Linked DNA regions of Mus musculus: regions 1, 2 and 3 are each linked to region 4. The links are chromatin contacts, called in public Hi-C maps. All regions are on one chromosome and are shown on one strand. The core of a region is the stretch at or near the end of the contact, and the rest is flanking DNA. Distances in the headings are between cores, read along the strand shown. Region 1 holds the start of Chaserr (CHD2 adjacent suppressive regulatory RNA). Region 2 holds the start of A730056A06Rik (RIKEN cDNA A730056A06 gene). Region 3 holds the start of Chd2 (chromodomain helicase DNA binding protein 2). Region 4 holds the start of Nr2f2 (nuclear receptor subfamily 2, group F, member 2).

Region 1 (2,700 bases), core at 50-2,549, 3.2 Mb before region 4:
ATTAACGTTAAAAAACATCAGGACAGCCAACACTATGTTAAAGAGACCTGATTCCACACCCCTCCAAAAGGGAACTAGAACGACTTTTGTGGTCCATGATCAAGTAATGTGATTTTTAACCCAGGAGCAAACTAAGTTTCAAGAGAATTTTAGAACTGTTCCTCTCATCTCAACAAGCAAGCCCCTTCTTAAAAGTGTTTTTCCCTCATGGAAACTAATAGCATATTTTCTTTTCCCCTAGCCCCTTGCCAAAAGAAACATTTCCACATTCCGCTTCTGTGCGAGAACAACTTCCTTAGATACTTGAGGACAGACGGTTCAGAGATTCATTTGTATTCTGCCTAAACTTGTTTCCAGGCAGAAGTGGGAAGAAGAAATGTAAAAGAGTGGAGTTTTTGAGAGGAAATGAAGCTTGTACTGTGTAATTCTCTGGGGGAAAGCTGGATAGACATGTTTAAACTACCACTTCAACAACGCTGCCCTAAAATGTGGGATCCAGCTAATCAGAATTAAGAGGCTGGTTTGTTAGGCCCTCAGGACTACTGGGCATGCTACTAGATTACCTCAAATAAGTGGTATATCAAGTCAGATATTAGGTTAGCGAATGTGCTGGTCATAACCTGCCTGTGGTCTGGTTCCTTAGGGGCAAAAAATCCTGAGGCTATGGCGCTTGCCCAAGAAGGAAGGTTCTGCAGTTTTTGCTTATCTTGTCAATCATGTCGTTTTCGCTCTATCACTTCCTCTTCCTTTGTGGACGAAAAAAATCTCAAGTCAGAAACAGGAAAGGTTAGCTTTTAATGGCTCGTCCGTACACAAACTACCTTCGAGGGTCCGCACTGCGGAGCAGAAAGTTACGTCTCTCCCCGCAAACCCAGAGTTTCACTATCTGCCAATCGCAGGTCAGGACTTCTCTCCTGAAACGCCCACGGGCTATGATTGGCATTAAATAAGCCCTATTGGTGCTGAGAACATGGAAGCGGTGGGTTCAGAACTGACCAATAGTATGCAGTTGGGGCGGGAGGAAGGTACGAACGAAGTGCGTGATGCCGCTCCGGGAAGCGAGGGCAGGAAGCTAGCCCAGCCAATGGCCGCCGCGGGCGGGTGTCGGCGCGCGTGCGCACTGGGGGTCCCGGAGCTGCAGGCGGGAGGTTGGGGGAGGGGAGCGAGCTGGAGCGCCGCGGAGCTCTAGCCGCCGCCGCAGCTCCCGCCGCAGCGAAGAGGCCATGTTGTGTGGTGTGTGGGGCGGGGGGAGGAGGAGGAGGGAGGAAAGCCGAGCGAGGAGACGGGAGAGACACCACACACGGCACAAGATGGCCGGAGAGGCAGCAGCAAGCCCAGCTGTCAGGCGGTCTGCCGCGGCCCGTGGGCTCGCCGCTGCGCTGGGAGCGCTACCCCGGCGTCCTGGAGGGCTCTGGGAGAGCGGGGAGGCCGCGGCTGGGGCGAGGCGGCCGCGCGCGATGTGGGAGCTCGCGGCCGGAGCGCCCGGGGAGGCCGGGCCCACGACGCCCGTGGCTCCGCTGCGGCAGCGGCGGTGCTGGTGTCGCGCGCGGCCGGGAGGCGGCTTCGCGCCGCGGGCGGGAGGCTGCGGCGGGCGACCCGTCCTGGACACGCGAGGAAGAGCGAGCCGATGGCGGCAGGGGCCGCGCTTCGACCCGGTGAGTAGCTCCCCTGCTCCCTTTATTGTCCTTTGTCCTTGGGAGGAAAAGCACGACGTCCTTGAGCGCGGGCGGGAGGGGCGGCGGGTGGCTGCCGGCTGGCTCTGCACACGCAGCCCCGGGCACTGCCGCGGAGGGCCGATGCCACGGGAGCACGGGGTCGGGCCACCGCGTTCCCGCTGCATACCCAGCCGGGCGCCGCGCTGCGGTCCGAGCCAGCGGGGAGAGGGCGGCGGCCGCGCCGTGGAACCCCTGCTTGCTCTGGTGAGTTACTTCGATACTTAGCGAGAAATAACAACAATCCTCCGTTGATGGGCTTTTAAAAATCTTTTCCAGTGAGGTGGGAACCCATCTTTGGGGTCGGATCTAAAAGAACAATGGAACCTCTCACTTCGCTTAAACCAAAATAAAACTTGTCTTTTTCCCCCCTTCTCCCTGTTGGGTGTTGGCTTTTAACTCTTTCTAAGCTGCTTTTGAGAACGGCTGTTAGTGTTCTAGATGCAAAGGTACCTTTCAGCTTGTTAAACGTCCGTGACGTTTGTTGTCTTTTAGAAAAGGCAAGTTACAGGAGTGCATCTAGTATTTCAAAAATGACGACGGCAACAAGGCAGTTTAAAGGAAGTAGATTTGATAATTATGGTGCAAGATGATGGCGTTTGATGAATACAGCTTATTTTTACCGAGAACTTTCGTTAAGACCATTTGACATCCTGATACTTGAACATAACCGTACTGTTTGATACTTTTTTAAATGAGTAGGTAAAGCCGTTATCAGCAACTTCTCACTTGAATGTTAAATCTAACTTGAGGCGGTTCCGACCCTTTACAAGTTAAAATTCATCTTGTTTAAAAGAGAGTGTATACTATTAGAAACCTTGGCCGTAAAAGTTAAGAAATATTCTAAAAGCAGAGCTCTTTAAGTTACTTAGTGTAAATCCTGAAGTAAGACTGCCATTGATGGGCGATGAAGAGGGGCCATATTTGTTGCATTTGTTGCACGTATAAAAGTCGAGGTGTGCTTAGAAACGGAACAGTATGGAAACAA
Region 2 (2,700 bases), core at 52-2,551, 3.0 Mb before region 4:
CTAGGGACAAAGGCAGGTGACCGTTTACTTTATTTTTGCTAGAAGAACCCAAAACTACACAGAAGGGAATGGCAGTCCTGGAGGTGATATCCTGCCACTAATACAATTCGTCATTCGGTCCTGAGAGCTAAGCTCCGGGCAGCGGGTGCTCAAGCCCCGCTTACAGGATGGCCTGAGCACTAGAGAAACAGTCTTTCTGGACACGTTGGCTAGTTCCCATCTCTCCATCTCCTCATATAGGGGAACTTTGAGAACGCCCAACTTCATGGCTTGTGAGGAAGGTACAGATCACCATTTCCGCTAGATGGCGATATTTCCCCTAATCCATCCGCTTCAAGACACCCAATTTATAAAATAAATACAATCCAACGCCTTCCGAAACCACACCACATAATAACAGCACACAGGCTCCCATTAAAGTTCCAGTCTCAGGAAACTGACTCCCTCGTCGAGAAAATCTAATGCAACTACTCTAGTAAGATGCAATCAAGAGTTGCATCCAAGTGTCATTCATATTTGCACCGGTCCCCCAATACACCTGTCCCTCTACCCCTAGTTAACACTCAGGGATGAGCCATGGCTCAAGTCAGGCGCTGAGTCCTCGTGGTGCCTTGCCTTCCTCTTAGGAACGTCGGACCTTTTGGGACCCTTGCCCCTTAGCCACCACCCCAAGTCTAGCACACCGGACGCTCCTAAGCAAGGGTCACTCACACTGTACAATGTACAATGCCGACGGCCCCGGGGCAGGTGCGTTCATTTCCAGCTTCTGCAACCCGGGCCTGGGTTAAGTGAGAGAATCCGGTTTCACCGTGGGTCAGCGGGGTGATCAGATCTGTCAAGAGCTCTGTGGGTCAGGGGGGCTCTCGCCTCCGGAAGAGGTGGCCGCGCAGGAGAGAGAGCTCCAGGCGGTACACAGTGGGTGGGACAGGCGCCGGGTCTGCCCAGCCACGCGCAGCGCCTACTGCCCTCATGGCAGCATCTTAGGGGGCTGGGGGAAAAGAAAAAACACCAAACCACAAAACTTTCCTGCTGCCAAGTGCGAAGGCGAGTCATCCGAGGCAAAACCCTAAGTGTGTGAGATGAGACACCGGGTTGGGGGAGCCACTAATCAGTGAGGCGGCGGAGCGCAAGTGTCCGCAGCGCCTTGGGGACCTCAGGACCCCGTGCCCCCGCTGTCCGCGCTTACCTTGGCGGCTGCATGAGCCCCTCCAGCCCGCGGGGGGTTGGCGCTGGCGGGGCTGCGCGCGAAGACTAGGTGTAGGGCGGTCGCTCGTGGGCCCCTGGGTGAGGTGGGAGGGGCCCGGCTGGCGCTGGTCCCCGCAGCTCAGCGGACTCAGTAGCGACCCGGGGCGCTCCGCCTGCTCCCCGGCTGCATGCCTGCGAGCGCCTGGAGGAGCGAGCCTCAGGAGCGGCCGGCTGGCCAGTGCTTCCCGGGCGCAGGGCTCGGGCGGCGTAGCTTGCAGTTCCGAGACGCCTGCAGAGTAGGGCGGCCCGGGCTAACCTGCTGCCTCGCCCGGCCTGTCGCCGCCACCGCCACCGCTGAGCGCGGCGTCGCGAGGTTCGTTTGCGCGCGGCAGGGAGGGGGCGGGCCGGGCACCCCGGGAGCGGGCGGGGGGGCGAGCGCGGGCGGAGCGGAGCAGAGGGAGGGGGAGGGGTGGGGTCTGGGCTCCAAAGGCCCCGCCCCGCCGCGGTCCCACCCTTGCTGATCCGCGCTAGTGGGTGTGTGAGGACGTAGGGGGTGAGCCTGCAGAAAGCGCACACTCTCCCTGCGGGCTCGCGATCCCAGGGTTCGAGCAGCAAGTGCAGCGACCCTCCCTTCCGCTAACGCATCCAACTTTCTTAACCCTGAGCCAGGTGGCTTGGAGTCCACGTTTTCAACCTGGGAGCCTACGGTGGTTAGAGGTTTCCAATCGTGGATAAATATTGACATCTGCCGAAAGTCACCTTTGTTCTATAGGGATTTTACTCCTATTTAGAATCTTATTGGAAAAAATAAATAATATGTATATTGCATGCACAGTGCGCGAATACACGCAGTCTGGAGTAAACAGACTGTCTTGTACTCCCCCACCCCTCCCTCTGCAGTCCAGCTCAGAGGTAACCTCCGGTCACAGCGTCTTCCTCCCCCGCCCCGCACCCTTCTCGCATAGATTGCCAGAGGAAACTCCGGGCTTCTCAAAAGGATTCTTCATGCAGCTCACGCACACAGTGGAGAGCACAGCCAGCCGCCAGCAGCTCATCTCCAGGGTCTCACCCCAACACCACGTATAGGTCTGAAACCCTAGCTGGGGTGTGAAGTCAGCCGGGACACACAGCTCACACTCAAATTATCACTGAACAGTTAGCGCTGCCAGGATATTTTATACAGGGGTTACGACCCGATCTTCTCTTAATCTGAACCAAGCGCTGGAATTTTGATAGGATGAGAACTCTGTATTTAATGAAAAGGTATCGTCCGTATTAAGACCCTCGTCGTTATTTATGCTGTGGTCTTAAGGGATGTGGTTTTGAACTCAATGTTCTGCGTTTATTGGCCAAATGAATTAGACTAGTCTATAACTGAGCTATAAATAAACTCCATGTGCTTTTAGCAGGAAGGGATTGGGCCTTGCAGTTGGCCCCGTTTCTAAAATTAGCCTCGACCTTGGACAAATCTTTTAGGTCTGCTGAGCCTCAGTTTCCTTGTCTATAAATAAGGGA
Region 3 (2,703 bases), core at 150-2,649, 3.2 Mb before region 4:
CTTTGGTAATAAATTTGATAAAGCAGTGATGGGGACTTTGTTGACCAAATGACGATTGGTGGTGTTTTTCTCAGTATATAGAACAAAGAATGAAATAGTCTGTTATTAATGTAAACTACCTTAGAATACACATCTGTGGTTAATACAGATGCAGTGTTTGTTCTTTGGATGATGTGAGGTGGTTGATATTTGTAAATTGAAAACTTGAGTTTTTGGATTTTGATGGAAATATGTTTGTAGACTTGAAACTGATTTTTTACATTTTCTTAGATTTAACATAATTACGTTTGGTAGTGAAACTAAAATGAATTCGTTTGCTGGAGTGTCATGGTTTTGACCAGTAGGGTTCAGTAAAGGAATGTTTTTAGTTTTTTCGGCATTTGTATGTGGTTGGTTACTTGTGTGCATGGGAGAGAATACTTTGTTGCATTTGTAATTTTGTTTCTATAGACCTCGTGCTTCCATCTGGAGGGGGTTTGTCTTTGACAGTTGATAATTGGCTGGTAGATGTGGCCTATTTAAGTGGCGGTGATTGATGAAATGTGAGTGTACTTAGAATTCGATTTCAAACATGAGTGAAAGGGTTCTTTTGATTTTGGAGTTGAGGTTGAGTGTTTGATTTAAAGGTGACCAAGGTTGGTGTAATTTCTTGAATTCGAAGTTATTAATTATGCCCAAATATATGTAAGAAGTAAATATGTTTGATGTGTGGCACTTCCAAGATTAATGGTTTACAAAGAAGTTTGTTTCTTCTGGGGGGGAAAATGGTTGTATTAACTTTTGCTCTACTGCAGTTGAACACTAGGGAGGCGCTCTTGAGTTGTAAAAAATTACCCCTTCCTTCCAGTTGAGGTGGAAAATTCCCCCTTAATCTTTAGATGTTTTTAGGCACCATAAAGAAGGCAAGAGTTGATTTAATTTATGGTGTTGAAATGTTGCTTCTATTTACAAGCCATTTTACCCATGGTGGGGTGTTAATTATTTTAAAGATTAGTTCTTAAACTGAGCTTTAGAGTCTCTTGAAATTATCTTTATTTCAAAATGGCTTGATAAAACTCCACTTCCTGTCCAGGGAGGAAGTTATTTTAGCTCAAGGACTGAAATATTTAGCAGATCTTTAGACAAAAGGAACAAATTACATTTCTCTCTGGCTTAAAAAGGGTGCTTGAGCCAGAGGGGGTTAAGAAGCCCTTCCCCCTCCCTCTGATGGAGTGGTCTGGAGGGGCAGGGAGGTGTGGAGTTGGGGGTCTTCTGGCTCTCTTGGATGGAGAATCTGGTTCTTTTTCTTTCTTTCTTTCTTTTTTTTTTTTTTTTGGTGGAGATGAAGGGGTGGGTCTATGGTACATCACCTGAGTTGTGGGGTAAATGTAGAGAGTGTCAATCAAAGGCAGAGCTCTCAGAGCTGGGAAGGAGGCTCTAGATGGCGGCTGTGCCTTAGAGAGAGCGCGCTTTGCTCCCTGCTTCGGTTCACTTTACGCAACTTTCCCTAACTTTCGGGCAGCCTCAGGGGGCCCCCGCAGCCCCCTGCCTCTTCTAGTGACTTACTGGGGTCGATCCGAACCTTTTTTTGGGAGAAAAGCTGCTTTTAGGAGCTTTCTTTTCGTGCCTTGTTGGAAGAAGCTGCCGTATTGAGAGCCCAGGTCGTTGTTTTTTCCAGCTTAGAAGCCATGGCGCACCTCCATTTTTGTGCGCTCTCCTAATGAGGTTTTTTTTTCCCCTTCCGGACCTGTTTTAGTATTAATTATTGCTTTATTTTTTGACAAGTCAACATATTTGAGGATTATTTCATTTACTTTTTGTTTTTTAACGGAGAATTTTGCGTTTTTAAAAATTATTTTGGATCGGATATTTTTCTACTACTAGATAGGACTCTTGCTTTGGACCTACTACATGGATCAGGTAAGTCCATGATAATCAGTGATAATTTTAAAAAAATTAATGTTGAACTTGGCTTTATTTACTGTAAATATGAGAAATTCCTGGATGACGCAATAAGATAGAGAGATTGTTATTTGTATCCAGTGTGTTACTTTTGAGAAACTTTCCTTATTGATAGTGATGCTTCTGTCGTTCAGTTTATCCCCCTCTCATTTTAAAACGGAAAAATAGAAATATTTTGTTTTTCTGGTGTTTATCGTTGTTGCATTACATGAATATCGCTAACATCGTCAGGACTTTGTTCCTGATAATAAAACCATCCGCAGAAGCTGGGACCTCACCTTTCTTTCAACTTTTGACAGTAAATACCTGGGCACAGGACTTCAAAGCAAACACAGATTCCCCCTCCCCCTTAATATTTAAGAATTAAAAGATGATGAGAAATAAGGACAAAAGCCAAGAGGAGGACAGTTCGCTACACAGCAATGCATCGAGGTATGAGCTATCAACTTTCTTTCTTTCTTTCTTTTTTTTTTTTTTTCGGGAAACCTCAGCTTACACTTGTTTACTTTGACAGACATGGATTGCTGTCTGTATTTCAAGAATTTTCTAACTTGGGTTGGTTTTTAAAGCGTGACCTTGAGATTGCTAACATGCCACACCCTGATTTTTTGGTATCAATTTATGAAAGTTGAGTTGTGACTTAAGGCCTCTTACAGCATTCAGAAGGTAATGTACTTTTCTCCGGAGGGGCCTTTCCTAGAAACTGTAGTTTTTCTGTCAGTAAATTTTCAGGTTTTAGGTTTTCATGCTGCAGAAAAATGA
Region 4 (2,700 bases), core at 188-2,687:
TCTCTGTGGCCAGGACCGCGCGGCCACCCGTCCCCGCCCCCCTCCGTCCCCGCGCGCCCCGTGCGGCTGTCTCGACGCCGCTCGCGCTAGGACCGGGCTGCTCCCGCTGCCGCCATGGCGGGGCCGCTGCGCTCCGGCCAATGACGACGAGGGGGCGGCGCGCGCGCGCCGGGCCAGGCCAACCCCGGCGGCTGCCTTATAAGGCGCGCCGTCGCCATGGCAACGTGCGCTAAGTTGCAGCAGTCGTGTCAAAGTTCACTATATAGAGAGCTCAGTGAGCTGATCGCGGAGAAGCCACTTCTGCCAGCCCCGGCGCCTATAAATCGCATTCCCTCCCGCGCCCCCCTTTTTAGCATATTTGATCACTTTGATTCTGCTCTTTTCTCTCCGCGGTGTGTGCGTGCGTGCGCGCGTGTGTGTTTTCTTCTCCTCCTCCTCCTCTGCCGGAGTTGCCTCCTTTCTCCGGGTGCCGCGCTGCTCTTCCCTCTTTCATTCTTTCTCTCCGTTTCTCCCCCCTCTGCGCACGAAGGATGCGCTTCTAGGTGCTGATCTGCCCTCCTTTCTCTCTTATCATCTCTCCCCCGCCGCCGGCGAGTTGACTCTTTCCCTATGTGTGTGAGGCGGCGGCGGCAGCAGCAGCAGCAGCAGCAGCAGCAGCGGCTCCACCGGCGGCGGCAGCAGCGGCAGCAGCAGCGACTCCACCGGCGGCGGCGGCGCTAGACGCAGCGGCTCCGGGCCCGACCCGGAGGCTTCGGCGGCGGCGGCGGCGGCCCGGGCGGCCCGCGGAGAGCAACGAGCGGCCTCCGAGAGCGGCGGCGGCGGCGGCGGCGTCCGGAGCGAGCGCGGCGCGCGCCAGGCGCCCGGGGCAGGAGGCGGCGGCGGCCCAGCGCCAGGACGACGCCGCGCAGCGCCGGACGCGGACCACTTTCATGCTGATTCCCCCGGACCCGGGCAGAGCTCCGGCCACTCCGCGGGCCGCCGGCCTCCGCCCCGGCCTGCCTGGCTCCCAGGGCGCGCCCGCGCCCGGCGCCTCCGCTCTCCCAGTCCTCCTGATTTCGATGGCTTTCCTGAATGGCTGACTGTGGGCTGCCCTGGACTTGGCCCCCGGACAGTCGCCTCTCCTTCTCCTTCTCCTCTTCCTCCTCCTCCTCTTCCTCCTCCTCCTTCTCCTCCTCCAACTCCTCCGCTGCACACTAGATCTGAGAGCGAGAGAGTGAACCAGAGAGGGAGAGAGGGAGGGAGAGTGAGAGCGAGCGAGATCTTTAGAGAGATTTTTTTTTTTTTTTTTTTGCCTCCTACTTCTGTCTTGAAGCCAGACAATCGACTTGCAGCTCTCCCTCCCCTCCCTCTCTCCACGTTCTGCTCCCACTCTCTTTCCCCTGTCCCCTTGCCCTCCCCTCTGGACGGAAAGCCCCCCGAAACCAACAAAGCTGAGCCGAGGGAAACAAACAAAACAAACACACCGGGCCAGACAAGCAATCGACAAAACTTTGCAAAAGCAAAAACAAAAAAACAAAAAAGGAAAAACTAACCAACCTCAAATCAACTAGCCCTGAGCCACCCGGGGCGCCCTCCCGCGCCCTCTCGCACCCTCGCACACACAAAAGGCGGCGCGCCGGAGCCCGAGACCCGGGAGCCGCCGCCACCCCGCCGCCGCCCGCAGCCAGGGGAGCAGAAGTCCGGACGCGGCCCCCATAGATATGGCAATGGTAGTCAGCACGTGGCGCGACCCCCAGGACGAGGTGCCCGGCTCTCAGGGCAGCCAGGCCTCGCAGGCGCCGCCCGTGCCGGGCCCGCCGCCTGGCGCCCCGCACACGCCACAGACGCCGGGCCAAGGGGGCCCGGCCAGCACGCCGGCCCAGACAGCGGCTGGCGGCCAGGGCGGCCCTGGCGGCCCGGGCAGCGACAAGCAGCAGCAGCAGCAGCACATCGAGTGCGTGGTGTGCGGGGACAAGTCGAGCGGCAAGCACTACGGCCAGTTCACGTGCGAGGGCTGCAAGAGCTTCTTCAAGCGCAGCGTGCGGAGGAACCTGAGCTACACGTGCCGCGCCAACCGGAACTGTCCCATCGACCAGCACCACCGCAACCAGTGCCAGTACTGCCGCCTCAAAAAGTGCCTCAAAGTGGGCATGAGACGGGAAGGTATCGGCCTCTCATTTCTTCCCCCTTCGCCCGCGGTCCCGGGGCTCTGGGTGCGTTTGGCTAGCCTGCTCTGGGTAAGGACTCAGAAGCCCCGAGCTCTCCCGGTTGCAGTCGGAGGGGATTTGGTACTAGGAACCGGGGAGGGGGGTGGGGGTCTGCACTGCAACCCAGATCAGCCCCCACCCCCATTACAGTCCGCATGCTTTAGTAGACTTTCCTTCTCCACTCTTTCTTCCTCTCCCCCTCTCTCTCTTTCTCCCTCTCCGGACAGCTTTTCCTTTCCTTTGCATTGATTGAGAGTTCATTAGAGTTCACCTTTCTGCAAGGAATGGGTTGTTTGTTGTTGTTTTAAAGTCCCCCCCCTCTCTCTTCCCTTTCTCTCTTTCCTTGTTTTTCCTGCATGTTCAACATATGTCCCTCCTCCTTACCCCTCTCCCCAACCCCCACCTTTTCAGAAAAAAAAAAAAACAACCTGAGATTGTACTTTTGTACAGGAGGTTCAAATTACAAATGGCAATTTTATGCACTTCGCCGTATTAACGCTGCCGCCTGGGCAGA

Evidence for each region. Hi-C and Micro-C count contacts between places; a contact is called where the count stands out from the background.
Region 1: a Hi-C map of embryonic stem cells shows a contact between it and region 4, with 10 times the contacts expected there. The contact joins the promoter of Chaserr here to the promoter of Nr2f2 in region 4. A contact is called at or near these places in 8 of 484 Hi-C or Micro-C datasets (embryonic stem cells and nephron progenitors).
Region 2: a contact with region 4 is called in a Hi-C map of embryonic stem cells, with 2.7 times the contacts expected there. The contact joins the promoter of A730056A06Rik here to the promoter of Nr2f2 in region 4. A contact is called at or near these places in 2 of 484 Hi-C or Micro-C datasets (both in embryonic stem cells).
Region 3: a Hi-C map of uterus shows a contact between it and region 4, with 6 times the contacts expected there. The contact joins the promoter of Chd2 here to the promoter of Nr2f2 in region 4. A contact is called at or near these places in 2 of 484 Hi-C or Micro-C datasets (nephron progenitors and uterus).

Annotation. Positions count from the first base shown.
Region 1 is chr7:73,556,994-73,559,693 of GRCm38.p6, reverse strand. It overlaps Chaserr (CHD2 adjacent suppressive regulatory RNA), which reads left to right and starts at 1,299. Exons shown (of 5, transcript NR_037569.1): 1 at 1,299-1,655. RefSeq lists a cis regulatory region at 728-1,817.
Region 2 is chr7:73,374,375-73,377,074 of GRCm38.p6, reverse strand. It overlaps A730056A06Rik (RIKEN cDNA A730056A06 gene), which reads left to right and starts at 1,301. Exons shown (of 2, transcript NR_040325.1): 1 at 1,301-1,558. Rgma (repulsive guidance molecule family member A) reads right to left here and starts at 1,555. Exons shown (of 4, transcript NM_177740.5): 1 at 1,187-1,555. The coding sequence starts at 1,200.
Region 3 is chr7:73,540,442-73,543,144 of GRCm38.p6, reverse strand. It overlaps Chd2 (chromodomain helicase DNA binding protein 2), which reads left to right and starts at 1,399. Exons shown (of 39, transcript NM_001081345.2): 1 at 1,399-1,899; 2 at 2,241-2,373. The coding sequence starts at 2,312. Chaserr (CHD2 adjacent suppressive regulatory RNA) reads left to right here. Exons shown (of 5, transcript NR_037569.1): 5 at 1-2,703.
Region 4 is chr7:70,359,330-70,362,029 of GRCm38.p6, reverse strand. Nr2f2 (nuclear receptor subfamily 2, group F, member 2) reads left to right here and starts at 1,437. Exons shown (of 3, transcript NM_009697.3): 1 at 1,437-2,142. The coding sequence starts at 1,701.